2 separate regions of the Drosophila melanogaster genome follow, and region 1 is linked to region 2. The links are chromatin contacts, called in public HiChIP or PLAC-seq maps. All regions are on one chromosome and are shown on one strand. Each heading gives the region's core, a stretch centred on a gene start, on an enhancer-like site or on the middle of the called end of the contact. The rest is flanking DNA. Distances are from core to core; before and after follow the strand shown.

Evidence for each region. HiChIP or PLAC-seq counts read pairs in DNA pulled down with a chosen protein or histone mark.
Region 1: a Psq HiChIP or PLAC-seq map of the Kc167 cell line shows a contact between it and region 2, with 4 times the contacts expected there. The contact joins the promoter of spartin here to the promoter of Fip1 in region 2. A contact is called at or near these places in 1 of 1 datasets of contacts at CTCF or cohesin (the Kc167 cell line), 16 of 107 Hi-C or Micro-C datasets (the D17-c3 cell line, the Kc167 cell line, the OSC cell line and 5 more) and 2 of 6 datasets of contacts at active chromatin or transcription factors (both in the Kc167 cell line).

The regions. Positions count from the first base shown.
Region 1 is chr3R:4,651,492-4,658,488 of dm6, forward strand. It overlaps spartin (spartin,), which reads left to right and starts at 3,309. Exons shown (of 4, transcript NM_141228.2): 1 at 3,309-3,588; 2 at 4,027-5,164; 3 at 5,412-5,718; 4 at 6,090-6,494. The coding sequence starts at 4,042. The coding sequence ends at 6,321. Karybeta3 (Karyopherin beta 3) reads left to right here. Exons shown (of 5, transcript NM_079502.3): 3 at 1-402; 4 at 492-1,845; 5 at 1,961-3,133. The coding sequence ends at 2,598.
Region 2 is chr3R:4,483,508-4,490,917 of dm6, forward strand. It overlaps Fip1 (Factor interacting with poly(A) polymerase 1), which reads left to right and starts at 1,501. Exons shown (of 4, transcript NM_141219.2): 1 at 1,501-3,024; 2 at 3,089-3,181; 3 at 3,314-3,384; 4 at 3,441-4,170. The coding sequence starts at 1,599. The coding sequence ends at 3,956. sac (sterile affecting ciliogenesis) reads left to right here. Exons shown (of 1, transcript NM_141218.3): 1 at 1-708. The coding sequence ends at 551.

The DNA.
Region 1 (6,997 bases), core at 2,059-4,558, 170 kb after region 2:
ATTCTCCATATGATGACGGATTTGGATGATGACGAGAACTGGTCCACCGCCGACGTGGTCGATGATGACGATCACAGCGACAACAACGTGATCGCCGAGTCCTCGCTGGATCGCCTCGCCTGTGGATTGGGAGGAAAGATTGTGCTTCCGCTCGTAATGAACGCTCTGCCGGTTATGTTGGGTCATGCCGATTGGAAACATCGCTTCGCAGCCCTCATGGCCATCTCGGCCATCGGTGAGGGTTGTCACAAGCAGATGGAAGCCATCCTAGATGAGGTAATGTCCGGAGTCCTGAACTTCCTGAGCGATCCTCATCCTCGCGTTCGATACGCCGCTTGCAACGCCATTGGCCAAATGTCCACCGACTTTGCACAGACCTTCGAGAAGAAGTTCCACAGCCAGGTGAGTCTTAAATTGCAACTGCTTTATCAACTTTCTAATAAGCAATTGAAATTAATTAAATGCTTAACAATTTTCCCTTGTTTCGCCAGGTGATTCCCGGCCTCTTGTCTCTTTTGGATGACGTGGAAAATCCGCGAGTGCAAGCACACGCAGGTGCCGCTCTGGTGAACTTCAGCGAGGACTGCCCGAAAAATATATTGACACGCTACCTGGACGGGATCATGGCCAAGCTGGAGACTATTCTGAACTCGAAGTTCAAGGAGCTGGTGGAGAAGGGAAACAAGCTGGTACTGGAGCAGGTAGTGACGACAATTGCATCGGTTGCAGACACCTGCGAATCGGAATTTGTGGCCTACTACGATCGCCTAATGCCATGCCTTAAGTTCATCATCCAGAACGCCAACTCGGATGATCTCCGCATGCTTCGCGGCAAGACCATTGAATGCGTGAGCTTGATAGGATTGGCGGTGGGGCGGGAGAAGTTTATTGGTGATGCCGGAGAAGTCATGGATATGCTGCTGGTCAATCACACCGAGGGGGGGGAACTAGCTGATGATGATCCGCAGACCTCCTATCTCATCACTGCCTGGGCACGTATGTGCAAAATCCTTGGCAAGCAATTTGAGCAATATCTGCCCCTCGTTATGGGACCAGTGATGCGAACGGCCACCATGAAGCCTGAGGTGGCGATGCTGGACAACGACGAGGTGGAGGACATCGACGGTGATGTGGACTGGTCTTTCATTAATCTTGGCGAGCAGCAGAACTTCGCCATTCGCACGGCTGGCATGGACGACAAGGCTTCGGCCTGTGAGATGCTGGTTTGTTATGCTAGGGAACTAAAGGAAGGATTTGCCGAATACGCTGAGGACGTGGTGCGTCAAATGCTGCCCATGCTTAAGTTCTACTTCCACGACGGTGTCCGCACAGCTGCTGCTGAGTCGCTGCCTTACCTTCTCGACTGCGCAAAAATTAAGGGTCCACAGTATCTGGAGGGCATGTGGATGTTCATTTGTCCGGAGCTGCTCAAGGTAATCGTCACGGAACCGGAGCCAGACGTGCAGTCGGAGCTGCTGAATTCGCTGGCAAAATGCATTGAGACATTGGGTCCGAATTGCCTTAACGAGGATGCCATGAAACAAGTTCTCGAGATTATAAACAAGTATGTTCTGGAGCATTTCGAGCGTGCTGACAAGCGTTTGGCGGCTCGCAATGAGGAAGACTACGACGACGGTGTGGAGGAGGAGCTGGCCGAGCAGGACGACACAGATGTTTACATCCTTTCCAAAATCGTGGACATTACACACGCCCTTTTCCAGACCAACAAGGCTCAGTTCTTACCCGCCTTTGAACAGGTGGCTCCGCACTTTGTCAAGCTACTGGAGCCCAGCCGACCTGTAGCTGATCGGCAGTGGGGCTTATGCGTGTTCGATGATCTGATCGGTGAGTTGGTTTTCTTAATTGAGTTTTGCAGTTCAATAGTACCGCCGATACCTTCAAACATCAAATCATTTGTGCCACCATAAAACTAAAGACTTGTATTCTCATTTACCTACAGAATTTTGTGGCCCCGCTTGTGCTCCATACCAGCAGATCTTTACGCCAGCCCTCGTCCAGTACGTGTGCGATAAGGCCCCAGAAGTGCGCCAGGCGGCTGCCTACGGATGCGGGGTGCTCGGCCAATTCGCTGGTGAGCAGTTTGCGCATACATGCGCCCAGATCATTCCACTGCTGGTGCAGGTCATCAACGATCCCAAAGCCCGCGAAATCGAGAACATCAGTCCGACAGAGAATGCGATCTCGGCGTTTGCTAAGATCCTCAAGTACAACAACTCGGCGCTGAGCAACGTGGACGAGCTGATCGGTGTTTGGTTCTCATGGCTGCCGGTGTCCGAGGATTCGGAAGAAGCCGCCCACATCTATGGCTACCTATGCGACTTGATTGAAGGCAACCATCCGGTCATTCTTGGGGCAAACAACGGCAATCTGCCGCGCATTGTCTCCATCATCGCTGAATCCTTCTGCACCAAGGTGGTTGAGGCGCAGTCCGCCACCGGCACTCGTATGCTCACTATCGTCAAACAAGTGGAATCGAATCCGGAGGTAATGGCTGCTTGTGCCAGCACCTTGAGCCCGGAACAGCAGCAGGCGCTGCAGGATGCCTACCGGGAGCTGGCAAACGTGGCTCCCGCCTAAGATATCGCAATCCCAATCCTCTTCAGACCAAGTCCATTCATGTCGACCAAGCCAAGAAAGGAACGATGGATGCTTCAGCTACTCGTTATCATTATTTTTCATCTTACCGAAATTTTGAAGTATATGTTTAACACATAGATATCCATTTATACAGATATACATTTATGTGTACAATAGAGTTATCCGGGTATATAATTCTATACATATTGTGATTTTAATCAAAACTCTTCTCCCGAAGACAAAAGTCTGCCTCGTTAGAATTTGATATGTTGTATGGATGCGATCCAAATGCCATCCCAATCACACCCAAATTCCAATAGAATATTTTCGTTACTCAAATTTTCATATGTTTAATACATATGTGTGTATATACGGCCCTAACGGCCGCCTCTCCCTGCGGGGAAAACAGGATGTAAACGTTGTCCGAATCGAACGAAATATAATTTTGTGCATTCAAACCAGGATCGACAAATATATTTAAAGGAATAACATTTATTGTATTTTAAACATGATAAAAACGAAATAAATAACAAGTAAATCGATATTTTAATTGCCACGAGCTTATGTTTTAGTATTGCTTTTTATTATTAACCATTCATTCAATTTCAAATTCGATTCCCGCAAAAGACTTTTCAAAAGTCGTTGTGGCAACTCTGTCTGTGGCAGTGAACATGCAGAGGCCTCCTAAACAGCTGATCTGATTCGCAATGGAAAGTAAGCAAATCAAAACAAAGATGGAAAAACTTGGAACATTCAACTCGAATGGAAAACACACATTTTAACATGTTATTTACGAATTTAAGTGATATTAGGCAAACGATATTCTCACTTTAAAGGTGTGCGACTAAACAGGAGCAGAAAATAATTCGTAAAATTAGTGAGAAAATAGCGAAAGAGAGCGTTTCTCTGTTTGCTTTCTAAATCATTAGGTGACTTGGTGGGCAAAGTGCAGATTAAACGCTCAGAATCAGACGAAACCAAAACCCAAAGGTGAGTGAGTGCAACAGGTAGACGGTGAGTGCAGCGGAAGGGCGGATGCGGTTTCGTTGGCCACAGTTCAATTTAGAGCAGCTGCAGGAGAAGATGTAAAAGCGCGTCATTCCCACTTTGGTGACGCATTTTGGTCACCCTTTTAGTTGGTCGCGGTTGCCCGCCTCGTCGGGATGTATCTCTGCCAGCAAGTTCGTTTACAATATCTTAAATCTCACGAATATTAACAAAATATGTAGTAATTTGCACTATAAGACTTACACAGAACTTTGCGAAAGGGGGATTCATAAGAATAAAGACAGCACATAGAACATGTATACTAACTAAACCATAAATAACCATAGTCATTGACTTTAATAGATTCTTAGTTCTACATACTAAAGTTTTGAGGGCTTTGGTTTTTTGTATAGTATCTAATGTTTCTGTGCTGTTTCTTAGGTATTAAAGGCCGCGATGGCGGAGGAGGAAAGCGAATTCCTGGAGGCCTATGCTGGCATCAGAACAGCCTACAAAGCGGCCATGACTCAGGTGGACCTGGCCGTAAGTCACGAGGAGCAGGAATCCCCCGGCCAGGCCATTGTGGCCTATGAGCTGGCCCTGCGTATGATAGAGGACACCTTCGGCATTCCAGTAGGTCTTCCCAACAAGATCGACACCGTGCAGGCGGAGTGGAACGACGCCTGTGCGCTGATCCAAAAGCTCAAGAGCGCCGAAACGGAATTGAGATACCGCCTCAAAGTTCTGCGATCCCAGAAACAATCCATTGATGATTCAGCCGTGGAGGCCACGGAGGAAAGTCGAGCAGAGATGGATACAAAAAGGCCGCCGTTGCTGGCGGAAAACCCCTCCACGCAATATGGCATAGCCAATGCTAGCGGAGCACCAAAAACCTACAGAGAGCTCGCTGCCGGCTTGCGGGAGCTCTTGGCTGTTCGGGACGCCAAAGTCTTGCTCGATGAGCTCTTCCGTGCACAGGTCAAAATGTACCGAATCGAAGCCAGTGGATCAGTAACCACCATAAGCGGCTCGTCAACTATGTCATTGGTAATGTGCACCGTGGGTGGCAAATGGAAGTACCTCAGTGGCATCTACTTCATTCAGTGCTCCATGCCAAATGAGGGGACTGCAGGGATTTGGCTTTACCCCCTGGTTCCCTCGATCACAAACTGCTACCAAACAGAGTACGGAGCCTTTATTTTTCCTGATATGGAGTGCCAGCAGCCGGGCAATGCATTTGGTTTGATGCTAACGAAGGAGGGCCAGACATCGCGCACGGAGGACGAACTGGAGGATCTTCAGCAGTTCTTTCTTGACCTGTTGGAGGCCGTACTCGCTGGCACGGTAGTGCAGCTGAAATCGCCGACCTCCCAACGTGCTGGCCTAGCTTCAGATACCGTTTCCGGGTCGGAGCAGGTGTCCAGACACATTGTAAGTGCGGCTGATTTCATTGCTAGTAACCTGGTACGGGGCGCCGAGAAGACAGGAGGCTTTATGCTTAGGAGTACTCCGTATATCATTTCCAAGATGACGCCAGCCTCGATGGATGCTCAGGTGCCCAGCTCCGTCCAAACTTCAGGTGAGTTAGTTCCAAATAGGGAAGAGCTGTATTTAGGGCGGAAGTATGGTAGCTTCCGAATGAGCATGTAACGATAAAATTAGAAGATAAGATTCGAAGTCGAAGATGTGATCGTCACTACACTTCCACCTCGATCGGAGTTTGTGCTTGTGTTTGATAATCATGTTAATCAATGGTTTGGAAATGTGCAGATTACATATAAGATAGATCTAATGTATCTTATGTTGTAACCTTTTGTTCATTATAGTTGAGGTGGCCCAAAAAGTGACGCACGCCGCAGCCGGAATGACAGGATGGATAGCTGGAAAGGTGGGCACTGCTTCAATGGCAGTCGGCCGCTACCTGGCTCCCCACATTCAGGAGCAAGGCTCTAAACTGCTGCAGAAGGGATTTGGCTACGACACCAGCGAGGCTAATAGCACCATGGAGGGCGCCATGACCATCGCGGCAGGAGCCGTGGAAGGAGTGAGCACCGTATTCGATGGCCTCGAGACTTCCGCCAAGATCCTAGGCTCCAGCCTCAGTGAAAACTCCGTCAAGATAATCGAACACAAGTGGGTTGGCTTTGGCTTCTTAATGCTTATGCAGTTTTGTAACAGATGTCATTACGAATTTTCGTCCGAATTGAAAGTAATCACTTAGGCTGGCAACGGTTTATTCAATTTAAATATATCTGAGATTTAAGTTATGCGCAATGTGCAGAGGATCGCAAAAATGATCAAGGATCGGGAAATGTTACTCAAGCTTGCACACAAAGAAAAGTTTTATAACTTGTTGTGAATCGTCTCAAATATGTAATGCTACTAAAGGTCTACTAAGATCTAGATATTCATTTTGGGTTTCTTTCGCCTTCGAAAAAGAAAAACATATAGTGCGGGCATTTTTAATATTTCATATATTTACATATATTTATTTGCTATTTCAGATATGGCCAGCAGACGGGGAATCTGGCTAGTGGCACCTTTGACACGGTGGGCAACGTTTTCGTGGTCAGTCAGAACGTGAACTACATAACCCCGAAGGGCATTGCCAAGAAAATGGTCAAACGAACAGGAGAAGCTGTGGTCAGTGACTACAAGCGAGACTTACGCAAATCGGAATCTCATTATATTAATGCCGGATCTCTTTATCCGGATCTTCGAGCTTTGAAGGAATAGCGGGAAAACCAAAGGAATTTATCACATGTTATTATTATTATTATTATTATTATTATTATTATTATTATTATTATTATTATTATTATTATTATTATTATATTGAAATATTTATATGCCATTTATAGCTTCTAATTAAAAGAAAAAATATAAATAAATATTATGTTCAATAACACATAAAAAAGATATTTCGAAAGATTTTGCATCAAAACCTTATTTTAGTGTTCAAAAATGCTTTACTTTTGTATTTGTAGATAAACCGAAGCTAGAAAGTATTAAAAAGAAAAATGTTTAATTCACTTTGTATATTTGTATAACCTAAATTCTAGCTTCCTAGCACTCCAACCGCTAAGTATCGGGTATCTTTTGTTTTTAAATTAAAATGTCCTGATTTTTGATACACAACTCAGTCCTCTTTCACTAATTTAAAAGAATTAACAATTTTAGCAAGGAATTTAGTATGAACGTACCATGTAAATTGTGAACAAATGTTGATCTAAGTATCTTTAGATTGACGATCAATAAAAAGCCGTCTAATTTAGCGGCTTTAAATCCTCGTAAGTACTGTCATAGCTTCCGATCGCCTGAAGTTACAGACTTTTGAATCTTATATTGTTGAAAAGGTTATGTTATTTGCATTATTTCCTAACCATTTCCTAAGACTCTATATAGCTATCTT
Region 2 (7,410 bases), core at 251-2,750:
CTGTTGAGTTCCTGGAGAGCATAATCGCTAGCTTCACTCCCTACAAGAACCTGTGGTACGGCTGCGCCAACTTTCTGAAGCTCGAGGACGCTACCTTGGGCAACCCGATAGCGCAACTGGACTTGGAAGATGTGTGGAATAACTTGATGAGGCTTCGCGACGAACTCAACGAGTCAATGAAAATATTTCATGAAAAAGTCGAGATCATGGATGTGGCCAAAACGTTCATTGCAAAGATCGACGATTTCGTTCCAGTTTACAACAGCATTAAGGATATCCGAAATGAGAACTGGATGTACATTCACTGGCAAGAACTAAGCGCGATAACTGGCCAGGAGATTAAGTACTCAGTGGCGATGAACTATCAGTACCTCATTCGTAAGGGCATCTTGGACGTCCTGCCCGAAGTCCACATCATCTCGGAGAAGGCCAACAACGAGGCGGAGGAAATTCGGCGAGCCATCGAGGAAGAAGAGAGGCGAAAGCAGGCCGAATTGAATGCTATGTTGTTGCGCAAACAGCTCCGCAAGTGTCGCCGGGATATACTATAGTTTGTTGTTGAAATCGTTCGTTAGTTCCTGCCCGAAACATTTCTGGGCAGGCTCAGGGCGTGGCTCGACCGGGGTCTTGGATAGTGTTCTGTGTTGTCCTTCTTATATCATTTATTCGTAGAGTAAAATGCTATACTAAAGTAGTCATAAAAGGCGGAAGGAAGCATGTATGTACGACCATATAAAGTATATATACTTTTTACCAGGATCAATAGCCGCTATACAGTCATAGCATATTATAGTCACAGTAGGGTTAATGCAAATCATGGTTAGATCTACAATGATTTAAGATTAGGGGTATGTAATTTCAAGTGAATCTGCTTGGAACACAGAAATGTTGTAAATAACAGTGAGAACTAACATTATTAGCAAATATTAAAACATAACCATTAGGAACATTGAATTTTTCCAAATGAATTAAAAAAGAGCCATTTCCTCACAAAAATTATTTGAACACATCTTGTTGAAACAAGAAATTCTTCTGTTCCCGCCCAAGTTTTGAAACACTGGTAATCAAGATTATCTTAAAAATCCATATCCATAGACTTTTTCATTTAATCTTCTATTAAGACCACTACCAACTACATGGCAAACCGTTACAAAATCAAAATCTCCTTTGAATCTATATCTGCGAAGCATATTGGCGAGGAAGGAAGCTACATACATATGTATGTAGTGTAAGTTATACGACGACGCTTACTCCATTTGGCGGGTATCTGAAACGGAAGCCGTTTAACAAAAGTTTTAATATATTGCTCTAAAAACTCCTATATGTGCTATCGTACAAATCTTTAAATACTTCTAAAAAAAAAACCATATTTATTTTTAATTTTTAAGTTGTTTGGACCTTAATAAGAAATATTTATTTATAAGACATAAAAAAATTATTAAAAAAATGATATTTTTATTGAAACAGAACAGTATTATTATAGTATTTATGGAATTTTTTTATGTATCGGAATGGTCACACTGCTGCGTTGTGTTTCTTGTAAAATTTTTGTCCATCGCAATAGCTGCTGCTTATTTCTGCATTTCTGAGAAACTACAATGGCAGATGACACAAATGAGGACAGCTGGCTGTATGGCACCTCGAATCCTGACTCGACGACCGGCGAGCTGGGCAACGGCGGGGATTCTCTGACGGCGGAGCACGAGTCGGCGGCGGCTGAGGCTCAGGCATTGGCCGAATTGGTGGCCGGCGAAAAGCCGGGCGCTTCGGCCGGAACTAACTCCACTGAAGACTCGCCGCGCTGTCCAAAGGAGGAGGTGCCCGAGTACTCGGAGTTCGACGATCCCGCGCAGGAAATGGAGGAGGACGAGGATGCCTTGCCCAACACGGACAGCAGGAGCAGGAGGGAGCGCGACCGAGAACGGGATCGTGGTCGGTGCGCGGACAGGGCCGACGCCCGATCATCGCCAGACCCAGAGGACGACGAGATGAGCGATGGTCCTGCCGCGAGGAGAGAAAGGAACGGCTCAGGGTCCGATGATGATGAAGACGACGACTCTGACGACGATATCAACGTGGTTATCGGAGACATTAAACAGGCCCCCAGCACCTACAACATCAAGCAGCGACCCAACCTGCTGGCTGGAGGCACTGGTGCTGCCGGAGACAAGGCCAAGCCGGCTGGTCAGGCAGGGAAGTTTAGCATCGAGGACTTCGAAGGTGCCGGCACCATCAACGGAGTGGCCGTGCACGAGTTCAGTATCGATTCGCTTGAGGAGAAGCCGTGGCGAAAGCCGGGAGCGGATATTACCGACTACTTCAACTATGGCTTTAACGAAGAGACGTGGCGCGCCTATTGCGAGCGCCAGAAACGCTTCCGCGTGGCGGAGAGTGGTGTCGGACTGGCCAGCCTCACTCAGAATGTGAATCAGAATGCCCCCATTGGAATCCTCACAGATGGCGGTATGGGCATGGGCCCTCCCGGAATGCACAGTATCCAGTCCATGGTGGGAATGGGCGGTGAAAGCGGCATGCAAATGCCCCCGCCGGGAATGCCGCCGCCTATGATGCAACACCAGTCGCGATCCGGGATGGGATTGATGCAGCGCCCGCCAAGACCCATCTCAACCACAGGCGGCGATAGGGGAGGTGACCGGGAGAGAGCCGTTAAGGAGAACGCCATTCAGGTGATGACCGCCGAGTGCCGCGAGTATTCTCGTGGGGGATTGGGACCCATGGCGCCAAACTTCCCGCTACCCGGCGCCTCTGAGGAACCCTTCTTCCACGAGCCAGAACCCTTTGACTACGGCTATGAGCCCACCCAAGAGTCGCAGTGGAACAATGACAATGCCGGATGGGTACCCAGCGGGATTAAAGAGCTTACTCCTGGTCATGCTCATATGCAACAACCTCCGCCTGGCATGCCGCCTCCTGGGATGAGTGTGCCACCGCCGCAGATGGGCGGTCCACCACCCAATTTGCGCGGCATTATGCCACCCAACATGCGCATGCCGCCAAATATGAGTGCGTTCAGCATATTTATATTTATCATGTCCTGGACCCGGCTTATCTATGTTTTCTCTTGCAGACATGGGACCGCCACCAGGAATGATGATGGGAGGAAATGCCCCGCCACAGATGCGAATGGGTATGGCACCGCCACAGAGATTGGCCATGGGCGGTAAGAACACAACTAACATAATTAAGCTACTCTTACGTCATATTCTTGCAATTTGTTTGTTAAGCTAAATGCTAATCTGACGATCCTAACGCAGTCCTTTTTATGAAAATGCCTTTTTCCTATACGTTTCAGATCGTGGCGCCTACGACGACGATCGTGAGCGCAGGAGGCGCGAGAAGGAAAAACTGTTGAAGAAAGATCAGGTATGTTTTATACATAAATATCAAGTCATGGAATTATAATTATCATTTTTGTACAGCTGAGAAAGGACTTCCTTGACATGCTGCGGGAGCGACATGACATCGAAAGGCACACCAGGTGGTACGATATTAAGAAAAAGTTTGAGGCGGATCCAAGGTACCGAGCCCTGGACTCGTCCTATCGTGAGGAGTACTTCGAAGACTATTTGCACCTGCTGAAGGAAGAGAAGCGCAAGGAACGTGACCTAAAGGAACGTGAACGACATCGCGACAAAGAGCGGTCTCGTGACAAGGACAAGGATAAAGATAAAGAAAAGGACAAAGATAAAGATAAGGATAAGGAAAAAGATAAAGAGAAGGATAAGGACAAAGATAAGGAGAAGGAAAAGGATAAAGAGAGCTCCCGTCGGGAGCGCTCTCGATCTCGCGAAAAGTCCAGCCGTCGCAAGTCCAAGTCCCGTGAGAAAGATCGAAGCGAACGAAGCAGCAAGAGTAGCAGCAGCAATACCGGAGGATCCTCCAGTCGTAGCGAAAAGAAAAAATCGCATCGCAAGGACAAAGAAGAGGACGACTAGCATTTGGTTAGGTACTTTATGGAAGTGAAGCAAGAAGAAATCCACTAAGTTGTAGAACATATTAATAAAAACAAAAATCAAACTAAATGTTTTATAACGCCGTTGGTCAGTTTAAATATATGTACGTTAGGTTTTCAATAATTCAATGTGAATAAGCCCTTAAATTTAATAAAGGTGACATGTGCGATCATGTGGTATTCTTGTGGTATTCTTGATCCGTGTCATCAGACGAGTCGATGGATGTTTGTTTTCAAATTAAAACATCCCAACCCTTTTCTTTTTATTTTTGGGATTAAATTGGCCCACTATATAATATAGTTGGCACAGAAAAAATGGAAAAACACCATTAACGAGATCTCGACGTTCATACGAACGAAGAGAGGGACGTGGGATGGATTGACACTTATTTGCATTTTTCAATACTAAAAATGGGTTATTAACATAAATAATGAAATCACGAAGAAACTATAAATTCAATAATATAGTAATCGAATTAGAAAATTACAGCAACCAAAAATAAAAAATAGTACGGTACAGCCAAACAAATAGTAAAGTATTGATGATAAAAAGGAGTGCAATTAAAGTTACACGCGAGAGGTATATTTTGCCGTTTACCTTTTCAATTATCCTTCTGCTGATAAGAAAGCTAGACAGACAACGATTTGGGCGATGGCAAATGTATTTAGACGCATTTAATTAGTTCGCCTTGATCATTGAAATTTTTTTAAAATTTTTTTTAGATCAATTGAACAATAAATAATTAAATAAATAATATTTGTGTATATCTCTTGTGTTTCGGTACAAAATATCATTGATTTATACAAAATTCCACGGGCAACTGTGTATTACTAAAAAATTAAATATAAAAAAACACACACAACCAAAAAAAAAAACTAAAAAGAACGATGGTTATATTTTACGGAAATTCTACATGTTCTACAAACTCCCCGATCGGTGGTCAAAGATCCGTTGTCAGGGAAAGAACGGTTCGAAGACGTCTTAAGGAAGCCGATTTTGGAACATATGTTAGCAAAGTTATACTATTACGAAATAAGTTAAAGTGCCTCGACTTTGCCAAAAAATTTGTTGGTCAGCCTGCATCATTCTGGAACAATGTTTTGTGGAGCGATGAAAGCTCTTTTGAGTTTCATTGCTCAAAAAATATTTTTTTTGTTAGATTACCGAAACAATATCGAAAAAAAGGGGCACCAGTATGTCAAAGAATATGGGGATGCGTAGCCTTCACTGTCTTGGGAGATTTGGTTCCTGTTGATGGAACCATGAATCAAAGAAAATATTTAGATGTCCTTAATAATCATGCATTGCCCTCTGGTGATAAATTGAGTCCTTCATACTCCAGCATACCAAACTTACGCAGTTTCTGAAAGATGTTTGCGTAAAGACATTGGATTGGCCACTTCAAAGTCCAGACCTCGACATAATAGAAAACCTGTGATCATATATAAAAAAATGTATGTACAAACTTATCTAGAAGTCACGTAGAAACGATTATAAAGCCTTATTGAAGGATATTTCAATAAATTATATCCACAGCTTGGTACAGTCTGTACCAAAACGTCTCCAAAATGTGAAAGACGCTAAGGGAGGGTATATAATTTATTAATGTCTTATAATTTTTTAGTTGACTTTTCTGTTTTTAGTTTATGACATTTAAATAATTTTTCTATATACCTATGCCACTGTTCTTGTCTAAATACTTATGCCCACTTGTGTAGGTTGTACAAAGCACAGCGTACACCCACAATAATGCAAATTTATGCTGATATCTTCAAATCCCTGTGCTACTGTAGGGAGTTAAAACGAAGTTCTCTCGCACATATCGTTAGTCCGCCAAAAGAAAATGACCGCTTATGATGGTGGATAAGAATTCTCTTGCACTGGCGTGGTTTCATAAAAAATAATGACCTTAGGAAATTAATAGGTTTTTACGTACCTATGACAGATGTAGAAAAAGGTACAGTTATATCTGTATAACAGACTTACCACGATGGCGTTCCAACTATAATAACCCTTTCAGTTAAAGAAAACAGAGGAATTGTTTGCAGGCTTCTGAATTTTAATCTGAGTTCCATCCAAACAGTTAACTATTTTTGATTGGAGTGACATTTCGACAGAGTAGCCTGTCTAGCAACGGAATAAATATATTCAGAGCCAGGAGATGATGATCTCATAATTGTTATGTAGCTAATTGTTTCTGTATCACTGTTATTTAATTGTTATTTATATCATTGTTATTGTTATAGCTAACCTTGTTAGCCGGCGAGCCCGAAGGGGTGTATTAATAGAGACCAAGGTCACAAAAGGTTTCTTAGCTACCCAGTATACCTTAATAAAATTATACAAACGAAAAAAAGTTTAAATGAAGATCCCTGGCCACTGAAAGCTGATAGCAGCTAGTAGCAGCAGCAACATGGATTGATTGTGTAGTTAGTTACTTGCGAATGTGGCTTGACTGTCTTCAAAACCTTTTTGAAGCTGAAAAATGGGACATACCTTTCGTCAGTTATATTAAAGACAAATGTATTGCATCTTAGGTGCCTAGATTTTCTCAAGCCCAGCAATATCTGCCTTCTCCTGGCTTCAAAACAAGCAATTGCAAATATATGTATGTTTATGTGTGTATTTATTTGTTTGGATATCCATTAATGTGTTGATTTCGGCGAAGACTACAAATCACATTTTTAATACAAATTACCAATGACACTTACATAAACGGTAAAAGTCTCAATAAACTTGAAATGATTGTTGTTGCAAAGATAAACAAGAGAATATTCCGCGACTATCAGTTACCTGTTACTCAGCTAGTACAAGGGCTACGAAAATTTGAAAAGATTTTTTTGCCATACAAAAACAATGATAAAATTAACAAAAGCTCAACAAACTTTACAAAAGTGTGACCGTAACAGTTTTAGACGGTTTGTGGGTGATACGGTGGGCGTGGCAATGTTCTAAAACAACCTTGCGCATCGTGTGCGTCACTAAAAAATGCATGAAGTCTATTAACTGGGCACCATATTCTCTTCCTTATTTGCCTTAATTGACATAATAATTGTCGTAAATTTGAGCAGCCATTTATGACAAAACTAAAATATTCAGAACAAATTATATACAAATTATATATACGGAAAATTAAAATTAAAAAGCGTGTAGACCGCTTTATTATGCGAATAGTGATTGCGAACCCCCGAATCTCGGTCAGATCACTTGCTCTGGATATCAGGCAAGAATGCCACCTAACTGTGTCACACGAAACTGTGCGCCAAGTCATCCTACGCCATAGGTACTCCTCAAGATTTGCAAGGAAAAACCCAATATGGAAAAGCGTCATTAATTCGCTGTGAGCATGATGGATCATGCGGAAGAGTACTGGGATGACGTCATATTTTGTGACGAAACAAAAATGATGCTCTTTTATAACGATGGGCCAAGCAGA